2 separate regions of the Lactuca sativa genome follow, and region 1 is linked to region 2. A link is a contact called in public Hi-C data. All regions are on one chromosome and are shown on one strand. Each heading gives the region's core, a stretch centred on a gene start, on an enhancer-like site or on the middle of the called end of the contact. The rest is flanking DNA. Distances are from core to core; before and after follow the strand shown.

Evidence for each region. A called contact is a pair of places that touch in the nucleus more often than the background predicts.
Region 1: a contact with region 2 is called in a Hi-C map of seed, with 7 times the contacts expected there. The contact joins the promoter of LOC111893428 here to the promoter of LOC111893430 in region 2. A contact is called at or near these places in 2 of 4 Hi-C or Micro-C datasets (leaf and seed).

The regions. Positions count from the first base shown.
Region 1 is chr1:175,830,354-175,835,232 of Lsat_Salinas_v11, reverse strand. It overlaps LOC111893428 (clustered mitochondria protein), which reads left to right and starts at 1,294. Exons shown (of 29, transcript XM_023889486.3): 1 at 1,294-1,489; 2 at 1,849-2,091; 3 at 3,009-3,070; 4 at 3,151-3,340; 5 at 3,617-3,748; 6 at 3,837-3,996; 7 at 4,086-4,279; 8 at 4,500-4,601; 9 at 4,717-4,852. The coding sequence starts at 1,866.
Region 2 is chr1:175,534,520-175,539,802 of Lsat_Salinas_v11, reverse strand. LOC111893430 reads left to right here and starts at 2,097. Exons shown (of 8, transcript XM_023889488.3): 1 at 2,097-2,565; 2 at 2,900-3,073; 3 at 3,296-3,388; 4 at 3,460-3,528; 5 at 3,819-4,025; 6 at 4,424-4,549; 7 at 5,084-5,262. The coding sequence starts at 2,305. The coding sequence ends at 5,239.

The DNA.
Region 1 (4,879 bases), core at 45-2,544, 300 kb before region 2:
TTGTTGTAGTGCACGACTAGGATCATGTACTTCGATGCAAGTACGATTCTGATGATAACTCCTTGTATTCGAGTGTGCTAGTGTACACCAAAAAACTTTATAAGTCTATAAATAAGAAATTGTTGGGGCGTGCATAGTATGAAAATCATGGGCGTTATACAATACCAATCTACATTCCGAGACATAGTACAAAGCTTTATCACTTTCAGCGTGCTCTTTATCCATCTGAGCATAACACGCCGAGTCCTTGATCTTCGGTTTGACTTATCAGTCGGATTGACAATCACAAGCAAAGTGATTTCCAAGACCATACTCGTGATAAACGAGTTTAAGTTTGGCGGCAGGTGGGGCCAGTTTGTTTTGGGAGACTGTATATGGATTGGATGGAAGGTTGGGTTGGTATTGAGGAGACTTTTGGTGATTATTAGAGGATTGGTAAGTTTGATGATTTGTGTGATGAGGAACTTAGTACATTTGTTGTTGATTGTTGTTTTGGTATCAATTTTTGGCTTCAAATTTTTGTTATTCAAACTGGAGTGAGTTTTAGGTTGTACTTCATGGTGAGTAAGACAATCATTATGAAAAACTTGTTATTTGGTTTCAACAGCTTGTTCTTTAGTTTCAACGTCAGTTACCCAAAATTTTTCTCTGATATTAGAAAGTAAATCACAACTCTAACCCTTCGTTTCCTTTTAAGCCATCTTTTAAGTGATGATTACTTCATATACCTAAGATATCCAACTCGATCAAGTACGTAAACTAGGGCAGGCATAGGGGTTCTCGGGATGGCCGATGCAACCCCTCAAATTTTGCAGCATAATGTAATTTTTTTGGGAAATTTTCTGACGTGCCACCCATAAAATCATGTGTGCTACCCCTGAGATACTGTCTTATGTCTGCCTTTGTACGTAAATATGATGTGCTAAGACGTTTATTGGCTTTTCAAGGTGTAATAACTATAAAATGGAATGTCTCTAACGGTGTTACGAGTTTTATGGTCACGTTAGATGCAACGTCACCTAAGGTTACCCCTATAAGACACATAATCTGACATCTTAAAAAAAAAACCTTTTTAAATTTCAGACATTAAAAAAGTAATATTAAAATAAATACGTAAAAACATCAACAAACTTAAGGGTTATGAAATTTCACTGATCTTTACATCATTTTAGAAAAACCTTATGAAATGATATAATAAAATAAATGTCACGCAAATGACCTAACGAAAGGTTACACAAACCGAGCCAATTGCGAAAAGAGATTAATTGACCTTTGAAATAAAAATACATGACATAATAAAACTACACACTCGCAAACCCCTCCTCTCCCTACTTCTTTCTCTCTCTCACAGAGTAACCACACGCTCGCCCTCGGCCGCCACAGCCTCCATCCCTCCATTCCCTTCTCAATTCGCTGCTATTCGTACACAACTTTCTCTTAATTCCCTGTATTTTATCCGCCGATTTCAATCGGTGATATTCAAATACAGGTTGCTTTTTCTTTTCTTTATCTCTCACTCTGATTTTAACGTGCGTATCAACATTTCTACACGAGGGTTTTGCTTCAATATAGTGACTGTTGATAGCTGAATCAAATTTATGTCTATATTTTTTTCATGTATATGTCAATTTTGAGGTTATTTTCATTAGATATCTATCTCTTTTGTTAGTTTAGCAAGTTTCGTACTTCACTTCATTGTTTAAACGAGTTATGAATGCGTAGATTGGTCGAGTCTTTTCTCAAACGGGTTTTCTTTTCTGATTCCTTAAATAGTATGTGTTTATTTTGATTAACACCTTGATTCAGATACACTGATATAGATTGTGCTCGTTTGTTTTCTGGATTTAGGTGACTGGGAAGTAGATATGGCTGGGAAATCAAGCAGAGGGCGGAACAAGAAAGGGGCACAAAACGCCACGAATGCTACTGAACAAGCGGTCTCATCCAACGGTCATTCTAAAGATAACTTGAATCCTGTGGAAGAAACAAAGGTGGAAGCTAATGGAGTCCCGGCTTCAGCTGAGATACAAACCACGCAGCCAGAGGTCAATGAGTCGGACAATGTAAATTTGGAGAACCAGCCGAAGCAAGGTAAAGTTTTTTTGTTTGTTTGCAATCGTGCTTTTATTCTTGTTTGTATTTCTTTGATGTAGCAAATTCAAAAGCATATAGAAATTGTGGTAATATGTTGATGTTAGAGGTATTTGAGCTCCCCTCATCTGCGTCATCATTTTTTTTCGACCCAATGGGCTTAATGGGGACACGAATGACCTTATATATGAGTTTTCCTTTTTTTTACTCAATGCATAATGAATGACTTAATCGAGAAAGTCAAGGATTCCTTTTTAAGTCTTTAACTTTTTACAAGTTGGCTCTTGTTTATTTTTATCCCATTACCCATTTTCTCAAAAAAATTAAACATCATTTTTCTCAACATCACTTTATCCATATATCACTTATTGGGAAAAAAGAAACATGTCCTTAGGGTCATTAGGTTGCATTAATAATTGAACAGGGGGAGATAATAGTATTGGGTATAACTATATGCACAAAGGATAATCATGATATGTCTTGGATCACTATATGGAGGAATTAAAGATATGTTTCATACAACACGGTAGACATGTAGGTTTCCGTGATTTTACCTGTTTATACAAAATATGCAATGATTTCATTTTAGGACCAAAATAAATTGTGTTGGTTCCATAATAAATTATGTTGGTTGCGTAAGTTGGTAAAAGAGTGAACCTTTGTTGCATTAATTTGTAAAAAGTTGAAACATTGTTGCATTTTAACCAGTTGGTTGCATATTCCTAGAATGAAATGTGGTTGCAGAAAATGGGAAAAAGAGAAACATTGTTGGCTTAATGCACATTTAACCCTATGATGCATGCAGAGTTAGAGATTCTAGTTGTATATAGAAAAAGAAAGAGCAGTAAGATAACTAAGAACAAGTGTTTTCATGATTAAAAATATAAAGTTTACAGAGTCTTGGATCCTATTTGCAGGAGACATTCATCTTTTCCCTGTTCCGGTGAAAACACAATTTGGTGAAAAGCTTGAGCTACAGGTATGCTGGTATCTTTAAGTTTGATTGTTTTATATAAGTTTTAGGTTTGAATGATAAATAAATGTTTATGAAATTTGCAGTTGAGTCCGAGTGATTCTGTTATGGATGTGAGGCAGTTTCTTCTTGATGCTCCAGAGACATGTTTCTTTACTTGCTATGACTTATTACTGCACACTAAGGATGGATCGAGTCATCATTTGGAAGATTATCATGAAATTTCTGAAGTTGCTGACATCACTGCGGGGGATTGTTCTTTAGAGATGATTGCAGGTATAGCTAGCTAGTCTTTGCCTTTGGTATCATGGAATGTGAATCCTTCCATTTTTTAAGCTTCACTTCATTTTTTAGCAACATTCATTGAAACATTACAATAAATCTAACCCATAAGTCCTTTTTTCAAAAACATTAACGATTCCAATTAAATAACAGTTTTACTTTCTAGAAATATGATGATGGAATGTGGGACATGATTTGATTTGTCATTGGAAACATAGTTTATTGGCAAGGATTGATAATAATAATAATAATAAATGGAAATGTTTGCAGCCCTTTATGACGATAGATCCATCAGGGCTCATGTCCACCGAACCCGAGAGTTGCTTTCTCTCTCAACACTCCACTCCTCATTATCAACATCACTCGCATTGCAACATGAGAATGCAACTGCAAATTCAGGAGGTTTGGTTTGTTTTGTTTTTTTGTATAAAATATTCGTTGAATTACTTTTTTTTTGACTGATGGATTGATCATTTCCAAATTAAAATAGATCCTACTGCAAAAACGGAGGTTTTAGAGCTTGAGAATTTGGGGTTCATGGAGGATGTCTCTGGTTCGCTTTCAAATTTGTTGTCATCTCCTTCCAAAGAGATCAAATGCGTTGAAAGTATTGTGTTTTCCTCATTTAACCCTCCTCCAAGCTACAGAAGGTTTGGTTTGGTTTGGTTTGGTTTGTTTCCCATCAGCAAATAGCAATCTTCTTTTAAGGTGTAATAATTAATGTTCATTATATTTTCAGGCTTGTTGGAGACTTAATTTATCTGGATGTTGTCACACTCGAAGGAAGCAAGTATTGTATAACTGGAACCACAACCACATTTTATGTCAACTCAAGTTCCGGAAATACCCTCGACCCAAAACCCACTAAAGCTGCTTCAGAAGCAACTACCCTTATCGGGCTCTTGCAGAAGATTAGCTCCAAATTCAAGAAAGGTGAATAAGGATGTTTTATACTCTTTCATATTGAAAAGGGCTAGGCTAGTTACAAGAAATAGCATCCTACTTCCAATCTTTCTATTACAATATTTACCCAATGCAATAATAATCGGGTAGATTTTCAAAGTACAATGCTGTAATAATACTCTATTAAAAGTAGGCTGCTATTTGGAAACAATCTCATGTTTTTGTTTTTTTCTTTATAAATCTATTGAAGCTTTTCGTGAAATGTTGGAACGCAAAGCTTCTGCTCATCCATTTGAAAACATCCAGTCGTTGTTGCCTCCAAATTCGTGGCTTGGATTGCACCCTGTTCCTGGTAATAGTAATAATATTTTATCCTTTCCTGATAATTTAATTTTTTTAGTGGTGTTTCACTTTTTCATGCTATTGATATCAATTATCTTACCTTTTCATTGCATCATGTAATGTAGATCATAGACGTGATGCAGCTAGAGCAGAGAATTCACTTACTCTTTCCTTTGGGAGCGAGTTAATCGGTATGCAAAGAGACTGGAATGAGGAATTGCAATCTTGTAGAGAGTTTCCTCATGCAAGCCCTCAAGAAAGGTGCAAACTCACCTAGTATAGTTTGCT
Region 2 (5,283 bases), core at 848-3,347:
ATAGTCTTGAGGGTTTTCGGTCCCAATACCATTTTTGGACCGTAATATTCCAAACTCTTGAAGTTTTGGGCACCTATTGCTACATAATAAACCCTAGGGGTATCCTCTCTCCTGTTATCTTCTGAAGCACTAACTTTAAAACACTCAAACTTATTCCAAAAAGCTTGAAAGTTAGCAGAAACAGTTTTGACTTCAATTGAAGTCGATGGTTGTACAGAAAAGAAATATTTGGGTTGTCACAGAAATCTCAATTTATGAATGTTTGTGTTGCTATGTTTCATTTATATTCAATTGTTATGATACTGTACATGAAGTCACTCCATCCGCCTTCAGACGTTTCCGCCGTTCTGGTTTGGGGGTGTGACATGGGTTCCTATAATCTGGTTATATTGGAGTGAACCCTCATAAATCGAATCTTAAATCCAAAACGGATCATCACCACAAACACCCTTGCAAATCCATAACACGAGAATCAAATCTGAATCGGTGTTGAAGAAAGAAAGATCAAGAAAGAGGGGAGAGAAAGAGAATAAATCGAAGTGACCCAAATCAAATCCATAAATCCAAGAATCAGAACATATCAGTAATGTGTTCCTCATGATGATCGATGTTGACCTTCACATGCCCATTTTTTTCTCTTACTCTCTACTCTTGTCAAGATCTACATGTTGGATCTTCTTTTAGAGGGTGCAGAGAGTAAGGCACAAGTGGAGTGCAGGTGGCGCCGAAGACAAATGTTATTACCAACAACTACAAATGCTTCAGGCATGGAGGTGTTGGCTGAACATGTAATAGGGTTCGTGAGATACACAAAATAATTAGAGAAAGACAGGAGAGACAAAGGGTATTGGTGGTTTCCTCATTAATTAATAAATAATAAAAAAACGGAAAAAATATATTAAGGACATTGTAGTTATTTTCTATTAAGCAGGGATTTACACTGTAACAAAATTAAAGCATAAAGACGGTCTGAATACAAAAAAAAAGATAAGAACCAAACATAAAATTTTGACAAACCAGAGGATGATTTAGCCTGTGTTTGATTTGCATCTGACCGAGTCGGGTCAGACATTTTTGGCTGACTCGGTCAGCTAAAAGTGTTTGGTAAACCAATTTTGGGTGTCTGACTTAGAAAGCAACGTCTGACTCGATAAGAAATCTTGAATTAGCTGACTGAGAAAGGGAAAAACTTCTTCCAATTGTGCCTTTGTTCTACCGCTCATATTTCAGCCTCTTCTCATCAGGTATGCTTTCTGCAAAAAGCCATACCATTTTCTTCCTCTAAATCGATCACACTCCCATCAAATTCGCAGCTTCTCCTTCGACTTCGTCTTCTCCATCAAGCAAAAAAAGTTTATGATTTTCTTCCAACATCTTTTTTTTCCTACTTGTTAAAAAAAGTTTCTCCTAGCCTTTGATTGATGCTTTAATCGTCTGTCACTTGAAGAAACAAAACAAAATGAACCAGGAGTGTTCCTTTTTTAGATACTCATCCTTAAGGTTGATATGAATTGTTGCACTTTAAGTGTTCGTCAAAATGCCTCAATGAAATTTCCATCTTTTTGTGCTTTGTTGAAGTTGTTTTCATTTAATTTATACGTTTTATATCCATGGAAAAGTTTCTTGTACAACCTATGCTTTCATGTGTTTGTAAAATCGTTAATAGGCTTTAATTATATAATTAATTATAGGTTTTAGCTTACTAAAATTTATTAAAACAATAATTTAGGTAAATATCATATTTTGAAAGTTTTTGAAGAATATATATAATATTAACTTAAAATTATAATAGGGGTATAATGGTAACTTAATAAAAACGAATATTTAAAATAGTTGTATAGAATAGAAGGGTAAAATGATCATTTTGCATAGGTGATCATATTCAGTCAGATATACAATCAAAAAACATGGTTTTTTACTCCGTCAGAATTTATTATTCAGACATATCTTTCCCAGACAACACTTTCTTTCTAGGCAGCAACTATCAAACGCCTTAGTAAATTGTTTTATTTTTTATGATCATCCTAATACTCTGTCGTTGCGAAAAAAAAGAATATATACCAAAAGAAGAAAGAAAGGCCATTATTGAAAGTCAAGGCCTCAAGGGGAAGGAAGGTCACAAGATACTAAAGTGGGCACGCACGCAAGAGGTGCCGTAAAAATAAATTCTCCCGCCATCATCCAAAAATATACATAAACACCACCATAATCATCATTTCTTTCTTGGATCTCGAGTATCTACCATTTTTTTTTTTTTCATTCTCTCTAAGTTTCTAAGAAGAAAAATAAGTAAAAATCAGGCAAATGGAGTTACCGGTGATCGATCTGGAACCGTATTTGGATGTAGTGTCTGGCAAATATTGCGGCGATGAAGTCTTAAATCCCCAACTGAAGACGGCTTGCTCGGAGGTTAGTCGAACCCTAAAAGAAACAGGAGCTTTGCTCGTCAAAGATCCCCGATGTTCTGCTCAAGATAACGATCGGTTTATCGATATGATGGAGAAGTATTTCGAACAGCCTGATGAGTTTAAACGTCTCCAAGAGCGTCCTCACCTCCATTATCAGGTTTTTTCATATACCGATTCCCAGTGAACCTAGTGTTACGGATTGTGTTTGAATTGCATTGATCGATCGATAAATCCGAGGAATTTTGGGGGTTTAACAAAAAAATATGTAAAATCAAGTTACTTACATGCTCAATTATTTGTTTTTATTCGTCCTTCCGATCAGAAAAGGAGGACGCAGATGCGAAAATAATAGTTGTTCAAGTTTAGAATCCAGTGATGTTACTTGAATCTTAAGTGTGGTTTACCTGGAAAATGAAATTGTCATGTTGAATCGTAATTAGGCAAACTGGGTTTTGAAAGAAAATATAATTTGGAGTTTGTGAAAATTACAGGTCGGTGTGACACCAGAAGGAATTGAAGTTCCTCGTAGTTTGGTTGATGGTGAAATGCAAAACAAGCTGAGATCATTGCCTAAAGAGTCTCAGCCGTTGACCCCATCAGGTCCAGATCCTAAGTGGCGATACATGTGGAGAGTTGGTCCTCGACCATCAACTACTCGCTTTCAGGTTTAGCAGACTTCTCCTTAAACTCGCGCTTTTAGTTCAAGATTCCCAAAGGGATTGGAATGTGGGGAGATGAATGGAATCAAATTCCGTTTGAATCCATGTTTCATCGTTCCAAGGATGGGGGGTGAAGGAATTGAATTTCATTCTCGGTCCCTTAAAAGACCAAAGTGTCATTACAAAATCTTTCACTTCCAAAATCATTGATGACTTTTGTTGATGTAGGAACTGAACTCGGAGCCGGTTATACCTGAAGGTTTCCTCGAATGGAAAGAGACCATGGATTCTTGGGGTTCCAAAATGATATCTGCTATAGAGGTGAAGTAGTGACTTTGCATCATAATTTCTTGAATGTTACAGGATATAATTCAAAAATTCAATTTCCTCAGGCTGTTGCTGAAATGGCAGCAATTGGTTTTGGCCTACCAAAGGATGCATTCACTGCTCTAATGAAGAATGTGAGTGTTTATTTTATCTTTTCTGTTTGGTGAAAATCATCAAATGACAATCTCATTATATATATATATATATATATATATATATATATCGGTTAATGAAGTTGCAAAAACCCAGATATTCTTATGATTTTGTTTTTTTTAGGGTTAGGTCATTGTCTAAGTCATTGTACTTGTAAAAAAGGTTCCACTCAGGTCACTTTTTATCTTGGACACGTGACACATAAATAAGTAAATGGTTAAGGTCATAGAAAAGTTTGTTGATGTTTGAATTATATGTTTCTGGATTGCAGGGTCCACATCTTCTTGCTCCAACAGGGAGTAACCTTGAACGCCATGGGAAAGAGGGTACTGTGTTTGCAGGGTATCATTATGACCTTAATTTTTTAACCATTCATGGTAGAAGTAGATTCCCTGGTCTTAGTATTTGGCTAAGGAATGGGAAGAAAGTAGAAGTCAAGGTTCCAGTTGGTTGTCTACTTATTCAGACAGGAAAGCAGGTAAACAAATACCAATCTACTTCTTTACCTAAAAATGCCTCACTTTTTATCTTTTATAATGGAGATATGAATCTGCTTTCTCAGTAGCAATTTCACCTTTGCTTTATTATACCAACCCACTTTCATTTCATTCTACTTTAAATACTCTACCCAGTTATAGCAATGTTATAATTTACAAAGCAATTTTCACTTTTTTTTTTTTTTGAAAGTACAATGCTATAATTGGGTAGGCTGTTCACCTTTATAAAAGAATTGAAGTAAGTAGGATGTACATTGCTACTTCTTGCATTTAACCTCTTAGCTTTTTGGTTTATGAAAATGAAATGTAAATAAAATCTACAGCAGCCTTTCCTGATGCCAAAAAAGTAATGTTATTTATATCTTTTTTGAATTATCAGATAGAATGGTTGACTGCTGGAGACTGTATAGCCGGTATGCATGAAGTTGTGGTAACTAACAGAACACTTGAGTCAATTAAAGTTGCATCACAAGAAAATCGAAGCCTCTGGAGAGTATCATCAACAGTAAGTGCATCAGTTTTTAGGCTGTTAATCACAATCTATACTTTTCTTTTTTTACTTTATACACTGCTGTTTAATTATACTTACTCACTTATTTATCAAGAAAAATAAATTTCACACTCATCAGAACCCAAGTAAGATTAGTTATTTTTAGAATATAAACTTGTTATTTATATATAAACATCAATTGTTTTTCAAAAAAATGTCATAAAAAACTATGAATAACAATTAGTTATATTACAATTTTTTTTTAATTTCATTCTATCTGACAAAAAAGCAGTTTTTTTTTTTTTTTTTTTTTCATTCCATTCTACCTAAATGTATCAGCATTGTGACATCTATTTATAAACTGAAAAGTCAACGTGTACTTTTTTTTTTTTGCTTTATGCAGAAAGAATGACTTAATAGAGTAATCAACTCGTACCTTTTTACAAACTTATCATTATTTTCTTGATCGACTTAATTAAAAAAAAAAGAAACATGGGGTTGTTGGTGAGTTTTAGGGTTAACATTGGGTCTACTTTTATTTTTTGGTAGTTATTTTCTCATATAGCATCAGATGCTGTGCTGAAGCCCCTGGGACACTTTGCACAGTCACCCCTTGCCGACAAGTATCCACCCATTTGTGCTGGAGAGTTTGTAGAACAAGAACTTTCTGTCATTAATCTTAAAGGAAACAGAGGAGAGCTTTAGAAAAAGCCTTTTCATGAAAAAAGGTACATGTACAAGTACATCCC